3 separate regions of the Mus musculus genome follow, and all the other regions are linked to region 1. The links are chromatin contacts, called in public promoter capture Hi-C maps. All regions are on one chromosome and are shown on one strand. Each heading gives the region's core, a stretch centred on a gene start, on an enhancer-like site or on the middle of the called end of the contact. The rest is flanking DNA. Distances are from core to core; before and after follow the strand shown. Region 1 holds the start of Lpcat4 (lysophosphatidylcholine acyltransferase 4). Region 2 holds the start of Fibin (fin bud initiation factor homolog (zebrafish)). Region 3 holds the start of Arhgap11a (Rho GTPase activating protein 11A).

What was found. Promoter capture Hi-C pulls out the DNA fragments that hold promoters and counts their contacts. Capture Hi-C pulls out chosen DNA fragments and counts their contacts.
Region 2: a contact with region 1 is called in a promoter capture Hi-C map of cranial neural crest. The contact joins the promoter of Fibin here to the promoter of Lpcat4 in region 1. A contact is called at or near these places in 3 of 39 promoter capture datasets (cranial neural crest, hippocampal neurons and maxillary cranial neural crest).
Region 3: a promoter capture Hi-C map of liver shows a contact between it and region 1, with 2.8 times the contacts expected there. The contact joins the promoter of Arhgap11a here to the promoter of Lpcat4 in region 1. A contact is called at or near these places in 5 of 39 promoter capture datasets (the 3T3-L1 cell line, the C10 cell line, liver and 1 more), 3 of 115 datasets of contacts at active chromatin or transcription factors (double positive thymocytes, large pre-B cells and pancreatic cancer cells) and 2 of 9 other capture datasets (adipose tissue and liver).

Annotation. Positions count from the first base shown.
Region 1 is chr2:112,237,639-112,241,797 of GRCm38.p6, forward strand. It overlaps Lpcat4 (lysophosphatidylcholine acyltransferase 4), which reads left to right and starts at 2,203. Exons shown (of 14, transcript NM_207206.2): 1 at 2,203-2,419; 2 at 3,813-3,955. The coding sequence starts at 2,306. Gm52523 reads right to left here and starts at 2,425. Exons shown (of 2, transcript XM_030252294.1): 1 at 1,607-2,425. The coding sequence starts at 2,307.
Region 2 is chr2:110,360,531-110,364,689 of GRCm38.p6, forward strand. It overlaps Fibin (fin bud initiation factor homolog (zebrafish)), which reads right to left and starts at 2,463. Exons shown (of 1, transcript NM_026271.1): 1 at 395-2,463. The coding sequence starts at 2,265. The coding sequence ends at 1,612. The region is part of intron 2 of Gm30319 (a long non-coding RNA gene); the gene reads left to right.
Region 3 is chr2:113,846,731-113,850,889 of GRCm38.p6, forward strand. Arhgap11a (Rho GTPase activating protein 11A) reads right to left here and starts at 1,931. Exons shown (of 12, transcript NM_181416.3): 1 at 1,231-1,931. The coding sequence starts at 1,359.

The DNA of each region.
Region 1 (4,159 bases), core at 953-3,452:
TCTCTCTCTCTCTCTCTCTCTCTCTCTCTCACACACACACACACACACACACACACACACAGAAAAAATAAAAGTCTTAGTCTTCATGGACTGCTGCAACAAAGTATAATAAACTAGGAAGGAGGCCAATCCCTCTCACAGTTCCAGAGCCTAGACAGTATAAGACCAAGGTGTCCACAGATTTGGTGTGTGGCAAAATCAGCTTCCTGCCTTGAAGACTAGGGGATCTGGCTATGGGCTCATATAACCTTTTTACACAGGAGTTATCAGAAGGCTCCTCCCTCTCCCCCTCCCCCCTCCCCTCCCTCCTCGCCCCTTGTAAGTATACTGTGATCATAAGGGTCTTGGCTAGTGTCGCTTAGTCCTCAAAGTCAGTTTGAATGGGATTAGAGATCATCATAGAGACATACTCTGGGCATGTCTCTAAGGGTGTTTCCAGAAGGGTTTAACTGCAGAAACGTTCGCTAAGACACACCCAGAAAGTAGCTAGCAACATTCCATAGGCTGGGACCCATAAATAAAAGGGGATTAAAACTGAGCTGAGCTCTAGCACTCCTTCCTCTCTGCTTCAGTGTGACCAGCCACCTCACACTCCCTCTCCCTGCCTTTCCTGACATGATAGGCTGTAACCCTCGCTGTGACTCACAACCCTGCCTTTCTTAAATTGCTTGTCAGGTACTTTGCCACAAGGAGACACATTTCCCCAAGGTCTAACCAAGTAACCATCACCTGGGAATGAGGACTTCAACACGTGAAGGGGGGAGGGGAGCCACATACAAACTTTCAGATGTCGCAGATGTAAATCTCAACTAGTGTGCATTACTTTTATTCCCCTGACCCTGCCAGCTGCTCCTTTTCTTGTGGATACAATCAATGGTGTAAGTGATAAAGTTGTAGGAAGCTGAGGCAGAATCTAGACAGAAGTGTCTTCTGGCTCCCTACCTAACCCCACCCCACCCCACCCCACCCCCACCCCCCGCAATGTCCTCTTTCTCCCGCTCCTATCTCCTGGATTTTATTTCTTAAAATTCTCAAATCAGATTTGTAGGATGACCCGTCCCATAGAGTGTCCCATAGAGTTGTTTGCCACTGCCAACAAATCTGATGACCTGAGTTCGATTCTTGAGACCCAGAAAGTAGAAAAAGAGAACATCCCTGCAAGTTGTCCTATGACCTACACGTCCTCGTCACTTTCATCCTGGGCTCCGAAAATATCCCAAGTTAACGAACAACTCAATTTGTCTCGAAAAACAAAATAAAAGAGAGAGGGGAGGGTATGGGGGGGGGGGGCAAACATCCTTAGCTCTTTCCCTCGTTTTCTTGCTTCAACACCCATTCAGTTTTTACCTTTCAGTAAGAGAAGGAAGACAAGGTGAATTGAACTCAGCTTATTTTCATAAATAACGACTCTTACCTCCTTCCCTGTGCACTACATATTTGATAGTGTTAGCAGCTATGGGTTTCAAAGTCCACTCAATTCCCCAGTGCCCCATCAGTTAGGCTGTAGTACAGTGTGTTTTTAGAGCATTAGGGTTTTGCAGGTGACAGGAACTTAGGTGACCTCCATATTCCACAGGGAGACCAGTAGAGAAGCTAAGATTGCTACCTCTCCCGAGCCGGGCTTTGCCGTACTGGGGGACGTACACCCGCTAAGAATCGAGGGATGCAAGCGCGCGGGTGACGGTGGTCCACGCAGCCCGGCACGCTCGGACGCCAAGAGCTGCGACGCGCAGTACGGCCGCGAGAGGGCGCGGGCTCCATTATGGCGGCACGCCGACCGGGAAGGAAAGCGGTGGTCCGCCCCGGAGATGGGGAAAGTGGGGCCGAGGAGCGGCGGGACCAGGGGCGCCCAGCCTCCTTCCGCAGCTGCCGGCCTCGGCAACCTGCCCTGACACAGGGCTCCACCCCGTCTGCGCTCGCAGGGTGGCCACAGCATCCGGAAAGTGACCAGGGCGCTCCCCTACGCGCCCACCTCTCTGCCCCGCTTCCAGCCGGAGACCCTGGGAAAGGGGCAGCCAGGTCCTCGGGGCGCCACGCTCCGAATGGCGCGAGGGGCCGCGGAGAACGCGGCTGAACGGGGACGCCGGAGAGCCGCAAGCCCCGCCCCGCGGCCGGCGCCCTGACAACGCGAGCGGCCCGGGCGGCGCCGCCGCTCTCCGCCCCTCGGCCGGCACCAGGCGGGGCTGGGACCAGAGCGCCGCCGCTGCCAGTGCCGCACGAGCCGCGCTGCTCTGCAGAGCCGGACCGGGAGCGGGGCCCGGGCCGGGAGCGGGGGGTCGCGGCCCTCGCTCGACCTTCTCCCACCATGAGCCAGGGAAGTCCTGGGGCCTGGGCCCCCCTGGATCCCACCTCTGGGTCCTCTGCGTCCCCAAACCCGTTCGTGCATGAGTTACACCTCTCCGGCCTCCAGAGGGTTAAGGTAAGGTGTGGGCAGGGGACGTGTGGAAGACTGGTTGGAATGGAGAGACCCAGTGATGAGATGGGCAAGGGGGTGCCAGAGGAGGTGGATGAGAAGCTTGTGGGGAGGGAGTTAGGGGGCGCGCACGTGGGGGCGGCTGGGGGTGGGTAGGCGAGGAGCCTTGGTGAGGACTCCAGCTTAGGCGATAGACGAGCTCACAAGTGAGGAAGAAATGAGTGGGAGAGGGAGCACTGAAGGAGACCCAAGGATAGGAGAGATGGAGGGCACTGGGGAATGCGGATTACATCCTACGGAGGTTGACGGGCTAGGATGGAGCTGAAGGCTACGGAAAGCCCAGGGTGGGGGCAGGGGCGTGCTCAGCGATCGGGGCTTCGACTTAAACGGTTTGGACCCAGAGACTGCGTCCTTGTGCCCTTCCAACACCTCCTCTTTCCGCCACCACCACCCCCCCCCCCCCGTGTCACTGCAGCACCTACTGGTGGGGGCAGGGAGGCTGGGAGGTGGGTTAGCTACAGGAAGTAGAGGGACGCACCACCCTAGGGTAGCCAGGAGGTGGTGTGGGGAGGAAGTGTCCAAGGTTTCTGTTGTGATCACCTCCCGTGAGGTCGGCCCCCGGGGGCTAGGTTTATTTACCTGCTCAATCCTAAGGAAGCCTCTGGAGTCACCCTGGCACTTGGCAACCCTTACCTTGCGGAATAGGGCTGAGTGTTACCGAAGGATTGCTGTTCTGCAGTACTAGGCTAGGGATTGATTGACCCGAGGTTTGAAAAGTGGATCTCTGTGTTTCCAGCCATCTGCTCCTTGGGCCCAAAGTGTTGAAAGCCCTGCACAGGGTTTGTTTGACATAGGAGCTATTTATGGAATGGGATGGGATGTTGGGAAGAACTGTCTCTAACCTACATCAAACACAGTGCTGGACACCTTCCCTGCATTTTCTCATTAAATCCTCTTTTCTTTTTTTCTTTTGGGGGTGGGGAGGTATTGCCCTGTGTAGCCCTGGCTGTCCTAGAACTTGTTCTGTAGAGAAGACTGGCCTGGAACTCACAGAGATCCACCAGACTCTACCTCCTGAGTGCTGGGATTAAATGCTTGGGCCACCCACTCCCAGTCCATTAAATCCTAACATCCATTCCAAGTATCAGATGCGTTATGACAGTAACCTTTGTAGGGGGAGGGGGTCACCTGAGAGTAAGAAAACAAGGCACCTAATGGTATTGATCCCTTGTCCTCCCGGCCTCACTAGCATTTTCATCCCATGTGGACCCCCTGTGCCTCTCCCCTATCACCTACAAGGTGTTAACTAGTTGCCCCTGGGTCAGTCCTTATAGGAGTCGGTAGCTGTGAAATGAGCCTTTCCCGGGCCTAAGGGACATTTTCTCCTGCCCTTCTGCAGTTCTGCCTCCTGGGGGTACTGCTGGCCCCAATCCGAGTACTTCTAGCTTTTATTGTCCTCTTTCTCCTCTGGCCCTTCGCGTGGCTCCAAGTAGCAGGTCTCACTGAAGAGCAGCTTCAGGAACCAATTACAGGATGGAGGAAGTAAGTGGGACCCAACTCCAAAGACCATTTCTCACCGGTTTCGATGCTCTGCTTCATCCCCAACACACACACACACACACACACACACACACACACACACACACACACACACCAGCATCTGGAGCTTGTCACATGAGCTAACAGCCAAGCCCAGATGTGGTCCTTAGGACCTGACTTCTAAGTGACATGTCCAAAGTACTTCAG
Region 2 (4,159 bases), core at 1,213-3,712, 1.9 Mb before region 1:
TCAATACATTCCAATATCCTATTACAACAGGCAAAATAAGAAGATTCCATTTGATTTGTCTGTCTGTATGTTGTAGCTGAGTGCTTTTGGGGCAATATTGTTATTTTCAGGCTGGAAGCAATCTGACTTTACAAACTCAAGTACCAAATATCATATTTGTTCTGATCAATATTTTTTGTCCTTCCTTTAAAGAAGGAAGCCCTTTAAAGTAACCCTGAGACAAATGTATATAGCAGATAAATCCTTTCTTTGCATAGAGGATAGAAAAATGGGATCACTGCTGAACAGAATGTGAACTCTTGCATACTTTGTGTGTGGATGCAAGTGGAAAGAAAGTATATTTAAGGTGGTGATAAATATTGGCCCAGGGAAGAATTGAAATAAAATGCATTTTCACATTTTAATTCATTTATTTTAAGAGCATAGAAATAGCTTTCAAATTGTTAGGCATCACTAACACAGAATGAGTGCATAGGAGATATGGACCTTTGTCACACATTTCCAATGGAGTCTATGAAAAATGAGAGAAATTTAAGATTTTTCCATCAGAAGAGTGGAAATCAAATGTATAATTCTTGTACAGGCTAGATCCCACTACCCCTTACTAGGATGGTGTATGTGAGCAGACAGGGTAAGATACTCAAAAATACAGCACCTTCTCCCTCTGTTTTTCTTTTTAAAATCTCATCCTTATCATATACTCTGATAAACTGGCTTCAATCCTATCTCCCCTCTCCTTTGCACTAGTCCCTCTCTGAAATATGAGAGTTATGACTGTAAACTAGAAAAAAAGCCAGTATTATATGAAAACATTTATTGGCTGAGTAATAAAATGTACATAAGGGATTTCTATAGTTAGACCCTCCCTCTGGAAATATAAGTTTTCAATAAACAAAAGGAAGCAATGCTATCTGAGTCCAAGAAGAAAAAAACATGCTGACAACTTAAATCATAGACACTTGAGTGTTAAGCAATCTGTTTCTTTGATGGTGAAGTGAAAGACACATCATGAGTGGGCAACCACCCTAAAGTTTTGCTATCTTAAATGTTGCATCTTCAACTTACACAAACCCACAATGGAACTTTGAACATCTTACTGGTGGTGATTTGCATGCAAATTCTCAATAACACTCTTACAACAAAACAGAAACAACTAAGAACATGGTAAATAAATAAGAGCGAAAGGAGAATCAATGAACTTCCTTGTCTGGCAGGCATGCCACACACCTGGGACCTCATCTGAAAATCAGGCATCTCAGCCTTCAGAGACCAAAGAGAAGCCTGCTGATGCAAAGGAGCCACGCACCTCGTCCCCCGCCAGGATGTGGAAGTTTAATCAGTCTTTCCACACAAATGCATCCTTTAGATGGAGTCGAAAGAAGAGATTCTGTTAGAGCAATAAAACCCTTTAGGAAATAACCCAGGGGTTAGTTTAAAATTGCTTTTTTTTGCAAGTGAAAAATCCTTAATAATAACATAAATAATGCACAAAACCAAACTAAAATCAGAATAACTCAACTTATTAAAATTTTTCTTTCTTTTCGAAAGATGACTTCAGACGTGTTCTGAAAGTGCAAATTTGGATAAAATGAAGCAGTTACAATGGAAATATTAGCCTGTCTTCTGTGCCCCACCCTCCAGATAGTCGCTTTTCAGTCGACCTAAGCGGGTCCCATGGCTCCTGATGGTATGTGCCAGCAGCTCGTATTTGTCTCTGAGCCCCACAGAGATGTCCAGTGTCTCCTTCAGCAAGGACCTGGTGTGGACCAGCATCCCCAGGAAGTCCTCATTGAGTCTGCTTTCCTGCCGGCTATCCTGCTCTTGGCCCTGCTTGAACTTGCTTTCCAGCTCAGTGAGGGACTTGTCAGAGTTGGAGTAGGCATCCCCGATCTGGTGGGACTCCCGCCTCAGGTACTTGCCATAGCTCTCTTCCCCATCCAGGTCGTAGGAGATGCTCTTGCTGATGCCCTCCAGGACGCGTCCAGCATCCTCCACCTGGCGGCCCAGTACTGTGAACTCCTCTCGAAGAGTGAGGCTCAGCAAGCTACTGGCTTGGCCCCCTTCCCCCTGGGAGCAGCGCCTGCGATCACTCACCCTGAAGAGCAGCTGGCATTTCTCGGGGTCATCATTCTCCTCATAGTCTCCATCAGGCACGAAGTAATGATGCAAAGTCCCATTAGACATTTCTGGGTACAGGGGGCCATCAAAGTAGCCTCGACACAGGTGGCAAAAGAAACCCATCCAGATCAACTTCGGGAACACCATTCTGGATATTCGGGAGAAGCGTTTTAGTCCAGGAACAAGGAAAAAGGTTCCCCCGGGTGTCAGCGGCTTCGGGAGAAGGCGCCCTCCTCAGGCGCAGCTCGCTTGCCGCTCTCTGATCCTGGTTCCTCCACAGGCTTCATGTGGCTCTACGCAGCAGCGGTGTGCACCACGCTCCTCAGCGTCCCTGATCCTCTCTCTACTGAGAGGCTGGACCTTTGCTGTTTTAGCAGGATAGCCCGACCCACCGACTGGGGACCTGCTGCTCCAGGCGCTGGCTTTGCGGTCACCTTCGGAGTTCCCTCTGGCTCCAGGGAGACGGAGCTAGTAGCTAAGGGAAGCTGTTCTGACACTGTTTCAACCCCTGGACTGGGTGGGAATGCAGCGTTTTCTTTCCCCTTGGCTAAAGATATCCTGAGGATTGCAGGACTCTCAAATTACAGCTAGTTTCGTCACTTGGAAGCCAAGGAACAAATTTGGAAAGAAAGCTTTCACCAGTTCCTTTATTAAAGGTACAGGGTCTCCTTTTTTCAATCTTGAAAAAGGAGACCCTGTACAATAAGACGTATCTTGAATGGGGATAGTAGAGGATAATTATAAACATAAAATCCAGCTGCTATTAGCATATTTAGGAAAGAGGTGATTGCTTCAGAGAAATGGCATTTCAGACATTTAAATACCAGATGAGAAATGTATTTTTTTTTACTCATTTTCAAAACGTTATTTTTTAAATAAAAAATTTGAAGTATTGGAAATAGTTTTGTTTGGAAATGGTTTAAAGGTTATTAAAATCAATACTTTTGAAACAAAATGAATATAGATAACCGATTTTTTATATTCATAGTGCATAGTTACTAATAAAAATAAAAATAAAAGTTTCCAGTTTAATCAATAAGAGGACAACTGGGACCTCTGTGTAATCTATTAGATAACGTTCCAGTGAGCCTTACTGAGTCTTTTGTGTAGTATTTGACTGCTGGGGTCTCCTGTCAGTTACTTATGAGGTTGGAATATTTATCTACAGTTAGAACGTTAAGCAAATTGACACGATCTCATAGATTGTATTCAACCATTAAGGTACAAAGATTTAAATTTAAGTTAAAAAAACCGTACTGCTTTGAAAGAAAATATTTTTATTTTAATTAATTCACAAATAGTGACATTACCACAGCTGGTTTAAAAAAGCCACCCAAACACGAGTCCAGCTGCCAGTTCCATAGCCTCTCCATAAATACACATGTCCTCAGAACACCATGTTCCATAGCTATTCCAAAGCAACGAAGCTCCTGCTAGTGTTTAAGTTGTGGATTCAGGCAGTACACATTCTCTGCCAATGCTTTTCCTGTTTATATATTCATATAACTTGTCCATCCCAGCTAATTTCTTCAACTTGTACTTCTTGATTGAACTAACCCATTTCTAAGTCTATACTGTATCAGCAGCACATGGAAACCTTTATAGAGTTTATCTCCTAGATTCTGGGCATATTTCCCAAACTGTTTTGTACCTTAAGAGCAAGGGCCCCCAGATTGCTGCTGAGCTTGCCGAGTTTCTCTAGGCTTCTGGTAAGTGATGCCAAGGTTTTATAGGCTAGGAGCTACCATAGTCACTAAAGATCCAATGATGGAGTAACACAATACATGCCCCACACGGGAGCTTACAGCCACCCTGGACACAGTGGCTGCCATGTGGTCCATCAGCCCTGTTTTTGGAAACAACAGCGATGTTTCTGTTGTTCTGAATTCTAGGTAATAGAGCTGCTGTTGCCAGATGAGCGTCAGTGCTGACCTGGGTGCAGCTCTCCTCTGAAGGATCCTGATGGACGTCAAGACCCCTTAAGACTTGTGATTTCAGCTTCCATGTGGTATCCTAAGAGCCGTTCTTGTGCCTAGAAATA
Region 3 (4,159 bases), core at 681-3,180, 1.6 Mb after region 1:
TTTTTAAGGTTGTGGAAAGCCAGTTTTACCAACAGAAGTATCCACCGTAATTTTTAACCATAAACAAACATTAAGTCAGTGTGGTGATACACCTTTCTAATCACAATACCAGAGAGGGGGAAATTGGAGGATCAAGAGCTTTAGCCAGCATCAGTTAGTGAGTTCAAGGCCAGCCTGAATACATAATACAAAATTATGGAAACTTTTTGTCTTCAAATACTACAAAGTGCTAGTAATAAATTACTCACATACCTTTGTTTTGTTTTGTTTGAGACAGGATTTCTCTGTATAGCCTTGGCCTGGTACTCACTCCCTAGACCAGGCTGGCTTTTGCCCTCCCAAGTGCTGGGATTAAAGGAGTGTGCTACCACCCAGCTCCTACTTACTTTAAAATGACTTATTCAGTTTTTCACAAAGTCTTAGAGATAAGATCTCAACCCAAATCTCTTGACCTCTACCACTAAATCAAAAAAACAGCTTATTGGGCCAGTGACAGTTAGACGAGTGAAGCGTTTGTTGCTAAGCCTGACAACCTGAGTTTGATCTCCAAGGTCCACAAACAGGAGAGAATTCATGCAAGTTGTCCTTCTGACCACAGATGCATGGCATGGCATGGCATAGCATGGCATGGGTCCAACAGTGCACACACACAAAAGTAACTGGGGAGCAGGGGGTGGAGGTGAGGATCCTGAGACTTTAGCAAAAGTGAGTGATTAAAACAACACAAAACAAAAAACTTCAACCAACTCTGGTTTCTCAATTTGCTTGTTAAAAAAACAGCTTTGTTTTGTCAAGGACAAATGTTGATGTTGGGTGGGTAATGTCTACTCTGCTAAAGAGATCAGAAACTGCGAAAATGTCGGGCAGCAGGCCTCTTCGTAAATTGCTGGATACAGAAGGATCCTATGAAGCCTATTTCTAAACTTGGCCTGACTGTCTCCCTAATGATTCGTTTGAAATGTTCTGACTGCCCACCCCAGCCTGACAGGATAGTGTGTTCCCCTCCCCCACATACTGCTTGTTTAAAACACGACAGATTACCAGATCGGTGGCACAGTATTTAAGTAGGGAGCCTGGTATCCTATTCCTAGCACTGTAAAACAAAACAAAAACCCACGGCAACATAGGGAGGCACGTCTGATCATCACCACCGAGACTGCATTCTAACCACGTGTCTTTCTTATCCAGAATAAAATGGGTATGCCCTTGTCCCAACACGTTGTAACTTACCTTTATTTCCGTAGCTGCAGTTTCATGTCTCCTGCGATCGCACTGACCGCGGCCACCCTTGACCTTAATGCCATAGACAGCTCGAAGCTGCTGCAGCAGGGCCAATCTGACCAGTCTCTGATCCCACATCCCGAACACGTCGCCTACTCTCCGAGGCCGACTCCGGGTCCTGACTTTCTTTGCCACCAACCAACTCTTCCACTTGCCAAACGCCCTCAGGCTCGCTCTGCTCCGCTGCCTTCCAGCCACCTCTGGCACTCTTCCTCCACTTTCCCTCGATCCACTTACACAGACCTTCTTCTCTCGCGCCTCTCTTCACTCTTGTTTCACTTCCACCAGCCTTCTTTCCGGGTCGCTCAGCCCTGTCAGTTACTTCCACAAACTTCCCTTTTTTCTGACTCTTCCGTTTCCCCAGACTAACGCCTGCAGCTAGTTTCTCGCTTCCGGACACTTCCACTTATCCTCTTCCCCGCAGGGTGGCCTTCCCCGCTCTGATTTCTTGAGATGGAAATGCAACCTTAAGCTACTCCCTCCAGCCGGGCCAGCCGGCTGCTCAGGGATCCCCAGTCCCGGTCCCTGCCCGGGCTGGTCCCCGCCGTCACCCCGTCTCACACGCAGCCTTTCCCCTAGCCCATCAGCCTTGCCTGTGGCCCCGGCCCGCTAAAGCTTAGTGACTCGGCTCCGCCAGCGCCCCACCTTCTCGGCACACATCAGACCCGACGCGACCGCACCTGAGCAGTGGCTCAAATGCCAGCGCCAAACAGCGCTCCGCATCCGATTGGCCCGCTCCTGTTTTCAAAATGAGGACCCTTTGGGGTGGCCAGGAGCTGCCTGTCTAAAAGGTTCCGGCAAAGCCGAAAGCACAGCGAGCGTTGAGATCAGGGTTAAGAAATGTGAAGAGAGTGAGTTCCTCTTTCTCTTTGCCTATTTCTTTGGAAGAAAAATGTCAAAAACGTGTTCAAATATGTTTGCTTTGCTCTTCGGACAATATACTTCGGAGATCCGAATAGACAGCTCATAACCTCCCCCCACTTCCGCCCTTTCATTTCTCCACTAAAGCTAAAGGTCCCGTCATAGGGAAAACCGATTCTACGGAAGGCGGGAGGAGTCAAGTTTAGTTATGAATCACAAACGCCGTTTGTTGTTGTTGTTGTTGTTGTTTGTTTTGTTTTGTTTTTGAGACCCGGACCCAAGGTCTTAGAAGGGAATTGGAACTGTGAGCCATTGGTCCTTCTTTGGGAGACTGGTGGTATTATTAAATTTTCTTACATAAGGTAATTAAGGTAATTAAGCACAACAAAGATGACTTGTCACGAGAGAGTAGTGGAGGAATACGGAGCTGTAGGAGGCAGCTGCAGCAATAGTTTACCTCTGTGGGACTTGGTTAAAGGACCAGAAGTCCTGTTTGCCATTGCCATTACTGAAACCTCAGCTGTCTGATTTAAATGCATGACATCACCTTCTCCTCTTGTTTCCCAGAGCTGCCTTTCCTTTTCCAAACACCAGTAATCCTACTCTCTCTCTCTCTCTCTCTCTCTCTCTCTCTCTCTCTCTCTCTCTCTCTCTCTTTCTCTCTCTCTCTCACACACACACACACATGAGAGAGAGAGAGAGAGAGAGAGAGAGAGAGAGAGAGAGAGAATGTGTATGCATTCAGTCATAACTATAAAAATAACTTATGTTGTGTATATCCTTCTCTAGGCCACGTTGTTCTGGTTCTTCGATGGCTAAGAATTCCTTTTAAGGTGCTTAGGTTAGCTTTTGAATATTAAATAGTGCTTTCTATTTACATCCATGTATGTATGCACTGGATAGTTTTTATGTCACCTTGACACAAGCTAAAATTATCTGAAGGGAGGGAACCTCAAGTGAGGAAAATGCCACACGTTCCAGCTGTAGGGTATTTTCTTACTAAGTAATTGATGGGGAAGACCCATCCCATTGTGAGTGGTGCCATCCATGGGCAAGTGGTTTTCGGTTTTGTAAGAAATCAGTTTGAGAAGGCTATAATGAGTAAATCAGGAAGTAGCACTCCTCCATGGCCTCTGCATCAGTTATTGCTTTCAGGTTCCTGTCCTGTTTGAGTTCCTTTCCTGGCTTCCTTCAATGATGGACAGTGATGTGAATATATAACGCTAAATATCTCTTTCTTCACCATGTTGCTTTTGGTCAGTGCTTCATCACACTGATAGTAACTAATTGGGAACAGAAGTTGGTCCCAGGGAGTAGGGTATCATTGTGACAGGCTTGGCCATGCTGTTATAGGAATATGGTAGATGTTAGGACTTTGGACTAGAAAGGTAGTTGAACATTTGAAATGGATATTACTGGGTCTTCTTATTGGGAACATGGAACACAATGGTGCTGAGAGCAATGTAGATGATGATGGCCCAGCCCAAGAGGTTTCAGAGAAGCAGAAGTGTTTCAGGGTATTTGAACACATTGTGAAACCCAAGATTGTGAACTAGAAAAACCTTGTGGTGTGGCTCAGCCCTAACACACACCTTTAATCCAGAGCTAAATAAAGTCAACCCTAGGTCAAGAGGCAAAGCAAGTAACCAAACTGACAGGGAGTGAACATAAATAAATAAACAGAAGCGTCCTTTGAGTTGAAAGGTGCACCATGGAGAAAGAGAAAGGCTTTTTCCTTTTGGGATGTCCCTGAGTAGGATGGTCAGCTAGGTGCGTTCTCTGCCATTCGGAGTTAGTAGGTTTTTTGGCTCCTGAGTCTTCATTTAGTAAAACAGGATGATTGAGATTTTGTTTTTAAAACAACAAAAAATATTATGACATTTTGTGGAAGGATGTGTCTGCTTTCTGCCTTTCTCAAAAAAAAAAAAAAATCTGCCCAAGGATAAAAGGTTTGGATTAGTGGCATTGACCAAGAAGACTGCAAGACAACTTAGTATTGATTGTGTTGTGTGTTTAT